Linked DNA regions of Mus musculus: region 2 is linked to region 1. The links are chromatin contacts, called in public ChIA-PET maps. All regions are on one chromosome and are shown on one strand. The core of a region is the stretch at or near the end of the contact, and the rest is flanking DNA. Distances in the headings are between cores, read along the strand shown.

Region 1 (5,200 bases), core at 884-3,383:
TCAGCAACAGCATTAAACACAGGGTGAGTAGCTCTTATGTTAGAGGCTTAGGGAGAAATGGCTCAGAATCCAAGTTATTTTAGATTTTGAGATAGTAAGTGTATGCATATTGAAATTCAAGATTTAACAAATAATTCGGTAGGTTAAATACATATTATGCATATAGTAAAATACATGAATATATTATATGAAATTCTTAATGAATTATTACAAAATATTTTATTACATAAAAAATATGCATCTTGAAGCCTGGAGAGGTGGCTCAGCCGCTGACAGATGTCTGCTTGCTCTGGCAGATGACCTGAGCAGGTGCCCAGCACTGACTTCAGGTGGCTCACATTTCCCTGTAACTCCAGTTCTAGGGATCTCTGGACTTCCGGAATACCAGCACTCACTTGCACAACACTAACAAACATGTGTGCACTCTTATAAATAAAAACAGCATAACCGAAATAAAATAAATATCTTTGTAAATATTGTCTTCAAAATACACAGACAGAAGACAAAGATGGAGAGAGAGAGAGAGAGAGAGAGAGAGAGAGAGAGAGAGAGAGAGAGAGAGAGAGAGAGTCTCAATTCTAGTTGAAGAAGTTAGCATTTTTCTTTCAGAACTCAAGAAGACCTGAGCAGGGCTATCACCCACTTAGCCTAATTACAATGCAAAGAACTCTCTGTGCAACTGCATAGAAAACTTCCACCTGTATTTGCATAATTCAGATGAGGACACATCTACCATCAAATTAATAAATAGTGACAGGGACTTAAAAGTAATGGTGAGGGGTTAAGAGTGCTTATTGCTTTTGCAGAAGACCCTAGTTTGATTCTTTACACCTACACAGAGGCTGGCAACCACCTGTAACTTTAGTTCCAGGGGATCTAATGCCTTCTTCTGGCCTTCAAGGGCATTGTACATATGTCCCCTCTCTTACACACACACACACACACACACACACACACACACACACACACACACACACACACACACACAAAGAGAGAGAGAAAGAGAGACACAGAGAGAGACAGAGAGACTGAGAGAGAGACAGAGAGAGAGAGAGACAGAGAGACTGAGAGACAGAGAGACAGAGAGAGAGAAGTAAAAATAAATCTTTATAAAATACAGTGAGAGAATTCCAAGCATCTGTATATGTCTGTTCAGGTTGACTCTGGTCGTTCTTGAGACTGTCCTGTAAGCCTCTGTCTCTGTCTGCCAGACAACATCTGTGCTACCACCAGGGAAGCTGTGGCAACTCTTAGCAGTTCCTACAGATGAGAAAGAACATGAATCCCAAAGGAGCTGAGATAACTATGTAGCAACCATTGTTGATATAAAATATCAGATTCCAAACCTCATGATACTGTTATGAGGAATGTGTATGCATCACCACAGACACCAGCTCAGGCTAGGATACGTGCTTTTCTCTTTTGCTGCCATGTTCTTCCCCTATGCACAGACCCACAAGCTATTACAAATCTCCAACAAAAACACGTAATTGTGCCAACAAGATGTCTCACATGCACGTCTGGCAGGCTGAGCTTGAATTTCACAACCACATGAAGGTAGAAGCAGCAAACTGACCCCCACAAGGTTGTCCTGTGACCTCTACATGTATACTGGTGTACAACATATATGCATGCTCACACACACACACACACACACACACACACACACACTGATAATACATACAATTTTAAAACTACAGTTAAGTCATTTCCTCAAACCGTGCTTCTTGGGATAACTAGGGATTAAAAGCATATTTTCCTTTTGATCGCCAGCTTTATATTGTTTGTTACTATTATGGAGGATGATTTTGAGAGACAATCATTTCCTTGTAAGAGAAAACTCATTTCATAATAATTGCATGTGAGAGTCACTGGAGAAAGCCAGGAGAAGTGTAATTTTTTTATGACCTCCCAAAGTCATGCCACAGTCTAGAATGGCAGGCTTGCTCATTAAGTTCAGAGATCAGTTCATAATTCCCTAACACACAATGTTTCCTCTCCACTCTGAATAATCAGGAAGGCACACCCTTGTTTGCCGTTTAGATCTTATCTTTCCCTCTGTGGCTTACTTAGTCTTTTTGTGACATAAAACTTGGGTGCCTGGGCTCAGCCCTACATTTCATACCCTGCTTATCAGACACAGGCAAGCGCTGCTGTGAGGGATTTTGTTCTGTAAACTTCAGTCTGTTTGTGGGTTATCGAGCTTAGCAGAGTTTGGCTAGGTGGAAATAGTTAAATTAGCAGGCATTAGCCGGAGTCTACTGTTTTTCTGTTCCCCAGTAATTGTTCCTATGCTTGCTCTAGGCACTTTAGAAAACAAATTCTCTAAAGTTGTTTCAAAAATAAACAATGACGCACATATATACATACAAATATATATATGTATGTATACATATGTATTCCTCTGACATACAAACATAAATGGCTATTAAGCAGATTCCACAGACCTTTGTGTTAGGTAAAGGGTTCATCTGCATCTTAGAGTTTGGCAGCTACCATAATGTTTCCTTTGAACTATTGTAACATTTATATTCTTACCAAACTTCAGGAAACAGTTCACTGTCGCTATGCCCTGTCTTTCATGTGTGACAACAGAGCCTCTAGTATCAAAGGCCAAATTTAATCTGCAGTAAAAATCCTATCTTTACTGAAGATTTGTTCTTGAGTTGCAAGTTTATTGAGAAATAATTACCATTGGGCGACAGAGGAAGGATGTGATAATCCGGGGTCTGCCTGGTTGAGTGGCTTACAAACATTCCAGGCAGCTAAGAAACTGTCTCAAAACAAAAAGCAAATAATCACTGGACACAGCTGAGTGGCCTAGCACTTGCTGAGTATGTGCAAGGTTCTGGGTTCCACTCTTACCGCAGTACAGGGGGAGACACTCTTATTAAGGGTAAAACAGACAAGCTGAGGTTTGATGCTCAAGGTTTAGTGGTTCATTTTGTTCAAACTGACTTTGAAGACAAGGCAATCCTTCTGTGTGAATCTGAGTGCTGGGATTAGAGGCCCATGCTACCATGCTTAGCAAGGTCCAAACAGTCCAACCTCTAAGAGTCTAATCTAAATGGACCTTGACAATCCATACAGGTTCACTCTGTAAGCAATTAACCGATTTTTTTTTCTACAAAGGACTCTTACCCTCCTATATTCATGTAATTGAAATACTCATGAAATAAATATGAAAATAAAAAATAATCTATGGAAAGAAAATCATTTTTAATTTATTTACTTCATTAAGAAGAAGTCTCATAGTTAATCATCTAAATTTTCAGAAGAATTTTATTTATGTATATATGGTAATACAGTAGTAAAATTTCCACAATAAACTTGATGGGTGGGTAATTCTTTAAGTAAAATAATAGCCATAAATATTAAAATTCATAAAGGTTCAATTGCCCCAAACTTTTCTGTTGCAGAAAAGTAGTTAAAAAAAAAATCTTAGTTGCTGACTTTCCCCTGGGGACAAAATTTTTACTGGAAAGGTGGTTGGGGCTATGGAAACATTTACCAGCAGCAGGTATAATACCCTGTCTGTTGTAGGACTCACGATTTCATTGGTTTATTTCTGGAGGATTATTTAGATGGCTGTGGTCTTATATCCAGGCCCCAGGAAAGAAAAAAAAGAGGGAGAGAGAGAGAGAGAAAGGAAAAAAAGGAAGAAAACGGAGCCTGTGAGGTGTGCCTTCGCACTACGGAATAGTGATTTGTTATGTGTTTGTCTGAGTTAAATATAGCAGTCCTCTTGCACAGGCTTATATTATATTCTGCTGACCAAAAAGAAAAAAAAAATCTGTTTGGATAGTTGAAGTAGCTTCAATAAAAATCACAGCTCTTTTTCTCGATTATTTTTTTTAAAGATAGGTTTGCAATGCTTGTGACATAAATTTTACTAATTAATCAATAGGAACTGGAACTTGTCGGACCATTCCTTGCCATCATCATTTGCTCGCACTTGATATGGCTTTAATGATGTTTAATACGGTTTTAGTGATTTTGAATGTGGCGTTCTTACTTGGGTAGTAATTACCTGGGAGGGGAAAGTGGCTGGCGGCTCATTCCCCATGGGTTATTAATCAATCGGCCAGCTGAGGGCAGAAATTAATTAGAAATTACAAAACCCCTCCATGATATTAAATGGCTCATTGAAAACAAATAACCTCACCTGCATTCACTCCATGAATTCACAGATTACAGAAATTAAATTGAATTCATTTGGTGAGACTTTCTTTGCCAGAGCTGAGATCAACGACATGTTCAAAGGTAGTCTGAGGGTAAAGCTTGGGACTCAATTTACGCTGTCATTTCTGGTTTCTCTAGACATTTGCTAGATCCCTGGTCTATTGCAATTTGATTAAAACAAAGGTGTACTCGGTCACCTGTAATCAACATATGTTTTCAGCCAAAGGAACCAGCTCTTGATATAAGCTGATTGTTGTAAAACATTTGATTATTTTCATCTCTGGTAGCAGTTACAACAGACTTGTTTGAGTTCTGTAATTGACATTAAAATGTTTCAATCCTCTATGTGAATATTTACTGTGTTATTCAAAAAAGAAATAAATTGTATTACAGACTGACTTCATAATTCTCCTTAGACATTGTAAATTTTATTGGTCTTACAAATTAAACACAGAACATATTTATGTCTACTGCCACGATTGTAATATTAATAAGAGAAAACGGTTTCCTTTGCATAGTAAAATTATGAAATCGCAAGTATAGTTCTCAGCAAGCCACCTTCTATTCTCTTTAAAAGAACATTTATGTATTTCATTGTTATAAAAGTAACATAAAATACCCACTGTAATTCATTAAAGACACAAATAACAAAAAGAAACAACAAAAAACCCCCCAAGAGTGTAAGATTATTGTTGTTTACCATGATACATATCCTGTGTTTTAATTTTTCTTTATTAAAAAACGTAATGATTATTTATTTATTTATTTATTTATTTATGTGGTGAGCCTATGCACGTGCCATAGCATGTGAGTGGAGATCAGAGCGTAGCTTGCAAGAATTGCTTCATTCTCTTCCACCAGTGGGTCCCTAGGGATCAAACTCGGGTTGTGAGAGGCAAGCACCTTTAACCACCGAGCCAGCTCTCCCAGACCTGTGTGCTTTCTTGTCAATAGGCTTAGTTTTCTTCATTATAGTACTACATATATTGTCACTGTCTGGGATAATATTTACAAACTC
Region 2 (4,589 bases), core at 789-3,288, 87 kb before region 1:
TACTCATATAAATAAAATATACAAATAAATATAAAGAAATGTGACTCTGTAATGGTACACAGAGACAAGGAGTGCGGGAAATGGGTACATAGGTAGGACACAAGGCATATATATATATATATATATATATATATATATATATATATATACACACATACACACATATATACATATACACATATACATATATATGTATACACACATTTATATACATCATATACATATATATACACATTTATGTGTATATATACATTTATGTATATATACACGCATATATGCATATATACACATATATATGTATATATGTATGTGTATATATATATGTGTGTCTGTGCAATGGATATATAATGTAAATATAATCATAATTATACAAACTATTGGGAAAATCAAACCAAATCTTTCTATAGAGCAGTAAACCAATATTCCTTTTGTTGGTTGGTTGGTTGGTTTGGTTTGGTTTGGATTGGTTTTTGTTTGGTGTGTTTACTTTTACCTCCTGGTTGCACATTACTGTGATTTCCTTATACAGAAGGATCCCTGTGGCTGTGTTTAGCTGAGAGAACATGCTTCTAACCGAGAGAATGAATGAGCTCTGGAACGCTTGATATGACAGTGCTGGTGTTGAGTTGGTGTTAGCAGTCACTCATCTTACCCAGGAATGCAATCCTTCTGGAAGAACATAGTTCGAGGTGCACTTCCTTCATGCACAGCCCTGTCACACTATTAATGACAACCTTCTGGCCTTTTAAGGCTCCTTCCAAGGGCCTATTCCCGGGTTGTTCCTTCTGTTGGTTGAATCATTTAAGAATGTTGTGTCACATGCCACATCTGTTCAGTATGCAAAGGTAGTTTTATTGAGTTTATGTAGATTTGATAAAAAAAAAAATGGGATGTGATTGCTACAACTATGTGACAGAGTCTCAAGTTCCCTGAGAGTTAGTAAGTAAATAATTTTTGATGTATGTTATTTCCTCATCATAGTCGCATAATCTAAATATCTATTTGAAACATAGTCAGCAATGCATTCACTGTAAACATACTTTGTTATGCTTATTTATCCATATGTGTGCACATGCCTGCACATATAAGCAGTCAGAGGACAACTATGTGTCCACAACAAATATGTGTGTATACCTGCACATACGTGGTAGTCAGAGGACAACTTTCTTGAGTTAGTCTTCTCTTTCTACTATGGGGGTCTTTGGGATTGAATTCGTTTTTTAGGCTTGGGGGCAAGCATCACTCCCTGCTGAGGCTACTGAATGATCTCACAGGCCCAGGTTCACTTCTTAGTAAGGGGATAAAAATCAAACAATGGGTCCTGAAATATTTCCATGCTTCCATTCTTTTATCTCCAGGGTTCTGATTTCCTTTTTCACCTTCATGACTAGCCATGTGAATGAAATTTAGTCATTTCCAATCTTGGTCCACTGCACTTGAACAGCAACCAAGTGAAAGTGACCACATCAGGGTTATGTTCCTAATAAATATTAGAGTCTGACGTAGGTTGAGGTTTCTCCTGACTGCTTTGGGAACTATTGAAGTTCCAGAAAACATTCTTTACTGCATTCTTTGACTGATCCACTCTATATTCTGCACTTAACCCTGGCCGTGCAGATTATTGAAGGCACTATTAAATGACATAGTTAAAGCATGAAGCAGATATCTGGAGCTACAACCATGCATAAAGGAGACACATATGTCTACTCTACAGAAATTCTCCATCATTTAGAAAGTAATGAACATTGGCAAAGATAATAAACACATAAAAATCCTTAACAATTTATGATTACTATGTGAAAGGGAATAATATCCTGATGTGTGCTGAAGAGCTTCAGAAAAATTTATACCAAAAACATCAGGAGTCTGGGGACGAGATGCTTAAAGAAATTCTTGCTGCCTTGAGCAAGCATGGAGATTCAAGTGTCAATCCACAAAACTTTTGTAAAAAAAGAAAAAAAATCAGGCATGATGGTGTGTGCTTGTAATTTCAGGGTTAAGAAGATAGAGGCTGGAGGACTCTTGAGGTTTTCTTATCAGCCAGTGAACTCTTGACCCAGAGGGAGAACCTTTCTCTAAAATGCAGTGTGTTTAAAAGATAAGGTATATCTCAAACACACACACTCACACACACACACACACACACACACACACACACACACACACACACACTGGCCTACTGATGTTTTCAGGGCCTGTGGTTAAAAGACAGCAATAAACAATAGGAAGAAAGGCACTCAGTTATTGTCACTAAGGAGAAAATACAGATGCAGTTCGAAACTATATATAGCCATCATAATCTCTGTGATCCACAGTGCCTCTCAGAACCAGAAATCTGAGATTCCTCCCTTCTAGGCCTGGACCTTTTCTGTCATTGCAAAACCCTATTTCGTGGAACCAGAACTCAAAATGTGCACATATAAAAGAGAATCAGTGCTGTTTCTGATTGCCCACAGGTTTCACTTTAAGAGTGATTTTTCTGGTTGTAGTATCATTGGAATTTTGTGATTTTGGACAACAACAACAATAGTCAAAACAACAGTAACAATAAGAAAACACCAAACAAACCTGTTAACAAGAGTGTGTATACTATAGATGGATGGCACCCCAGTAACAAGGGAGTCAAAATGCTTTATAATGGAGAAAAAAGAGATTGTACAATTATATACCTCTTTTAAACTCCAAGAATGACTTTGGATAATTTTAAGAAGATATGAAATAGAAGTGGCTGCCAACATTACCAAACAGATAAAAGTTATTTGTAAATAAAATAGTATAAAGGTGATACATTGGTATTGGTCTTAGTCAGGGTTTCTATTCCTGCACAAACATCATGACCAAGAAGCAAGTTGGGGAGGAAAGGGTTTATTCAGCTTACACTTCCATACTGCTGTTCATCACCAAGGAAGTCAGGACTGGAACTCAAGCAGGTCAGAAAGTAGGAGCCGATGCAGAGGCCATGGAGGGATGTTCCTTACTAGCTTGCCTCCCCTGGCTTGCTCAGCCTGCTCTCTTATAGAACCAAAACTACCAGCCCAGAGATGGTACCACCCACAAGGGGCCTTTCCCCCTTGATCACTAATTGAGAAAATGCCTTACAGTTGGATCTCATGGAGGCATTTCCTCAACCTAAGCTCCTTTCTCTGTGATAACTCCAGCTGTGTCAAGTTGACACAAAACTAGCCAGTACAGTTGTGTATGAATGGTTTTAACATTTTTGAAATGGATAAATCTATATATTCTGAACTGTTTGTGTGATAAGGAAAACCAGGAAGCCAAATATGATATATATCCCTGATAATGAATGCTATAGAGCAGAAGAACAGGGATTTTACCAAGATGGCTTAAAAAAAATGCTAAAAGCAATGTTGGCAACAACAGGGTAAATGAACATGTATATATTATTTAAATGTCCTGTGCAGGTAAATACAGTAGTATGATAAGAAAAAGGGCTTAAATGTTTTTTTGGCAATGGTACTCTAGAATGTGATTTAATATATAAATCCTGCTAATTTTTGCTTCTTTCTGGCCTTCATTTCATGTTTTTTTTTGTTATGTATTTCTGTTTATATGTATGTGATATATGTGCATTGCATGTGTGTTGCATGTGTACATCATGTGTGCAAGTGTGTGTGCATGTGTGTGTGTGTGTACATATGCGTGTGCATGCATGTTTGGGGGTGTGTGTGTAGGATGCATGGCAGTGGTGAATATACCTGTTTATGTTTACATGAGTGTGTGCACTACTGTTTGTGAGTCACATGTAATGTGTGCATAAATTAATGAGTAGACCCAATCTTGATGTGGACTGTCTTCCTCGGTTGTTTGCACTTTACTATTGAGACGGCATCTCACATTACAACCCAAGAAATCACTAATGCAGCTAGGCCAGCTAGCCAGTGATTTCAGTGATTTCTGGGGGTCTGCCTGTCTCTTTTCTCCCAACACTGGTGTTACAGGCGTCTGTGGCTCTTACTCTGTGGATGCTAGAGCTTTAAACTCATGATTGTGTGGCAAGCAGATTAGTGGTGCAGATGGATTTCTACCATATTCAAAAGCTTTCGTAGGATTTACAGTTTTCATGCTAGTAGAGGAGAAAAAAACATTCTGCAAACGCCTGTAAACTATCGCTGACTCGGTCATTACACCTGACAGCCAAGTGTTATTTAAAATAACACAGATTTAAATTAATAGATTCCAGTGACTTAATAACACATACAAAACAATGTATGCCCTTCAAAAGATGGGCATGGCTACGGTAGTGTATAAATAAGACATGGTTGCCTGACATTCCTACACATACTTGGAGCACTGAATTGAACATCATGGTTTTAAAAGGAGAGAGAGAGAGAGAGAGAGAGGTAGACTTGATCAAAATAGTATATGTATGCATAAAATTCTCAATCAGTAAACAATCAGTAATAAAAATACTTGTTTCCATCACAGCTTGTTCACATTTAATGAAGCAGATAGTTATACAAACAAAGAATTAGTTTATGATCACAGGATAGACTGGGGTTATATAGAAAAGAGATGGAGATGCAATTATTCTTGAGGATTCTGACCAAGATCAAAGATGTGGAGCATCA

The links. ChIA-PET counts read pairs in DNA pulled down with a chosen protein or histone mark.
Region 2: an SMC1A ChIA-PET map of the G1E-ER4 cell line shows a contact between it and region 1, with 23 read pairs. The contact joins two enhancer-like sites. A contact is called at or near these places in 1 of 15 datasets of contacts at CTCF or cohesin (the G1E-ER4 cell line) and 2 of 484 Hi-C or Micro-C datasets (the G1E-ER4 cell line and adipose-derived mesenchymal stem cells).

Annotation. Positions count from the first base shown.
Region 1 is chr11:111,684,819-111,690,018 of GRCm38.p6, reverse strand. No RefSeq gene overlaps it. Among named protein-coding and RNA genes, the nearest start is that of Gm30219, 28 kb to the right of the region's middle. Within about 2 kb of position 2,133, at least 59 of the 459 cell types and tissues checked have an H3K27ac peak or open chromatin away from gene starts, as enhancers often do. A contact at or near this core is called in the G1E-ER4 cell line and adipose-derived mesenchymal stem cells, where this site is marked.
Region 2 is chr11:111,771,965-111,776,553 of GRCm38.p6, reverse strand. No RefSeq gene overlaps it. Among named protein-coding and RNA genes, the nearest start is that of Gm30337, 28 kb to the left of the region's middle. Within about 2 kb of position 2,038, at least 7 of the 459 cell types and tissues checked have an H3K27ac peak or open chromatin away from gene starts, as enhancers often do. A contact at or near this core is called in the G1E-ER4 cell line and adipose-derived mesenchymal stem cells, where this site is marked.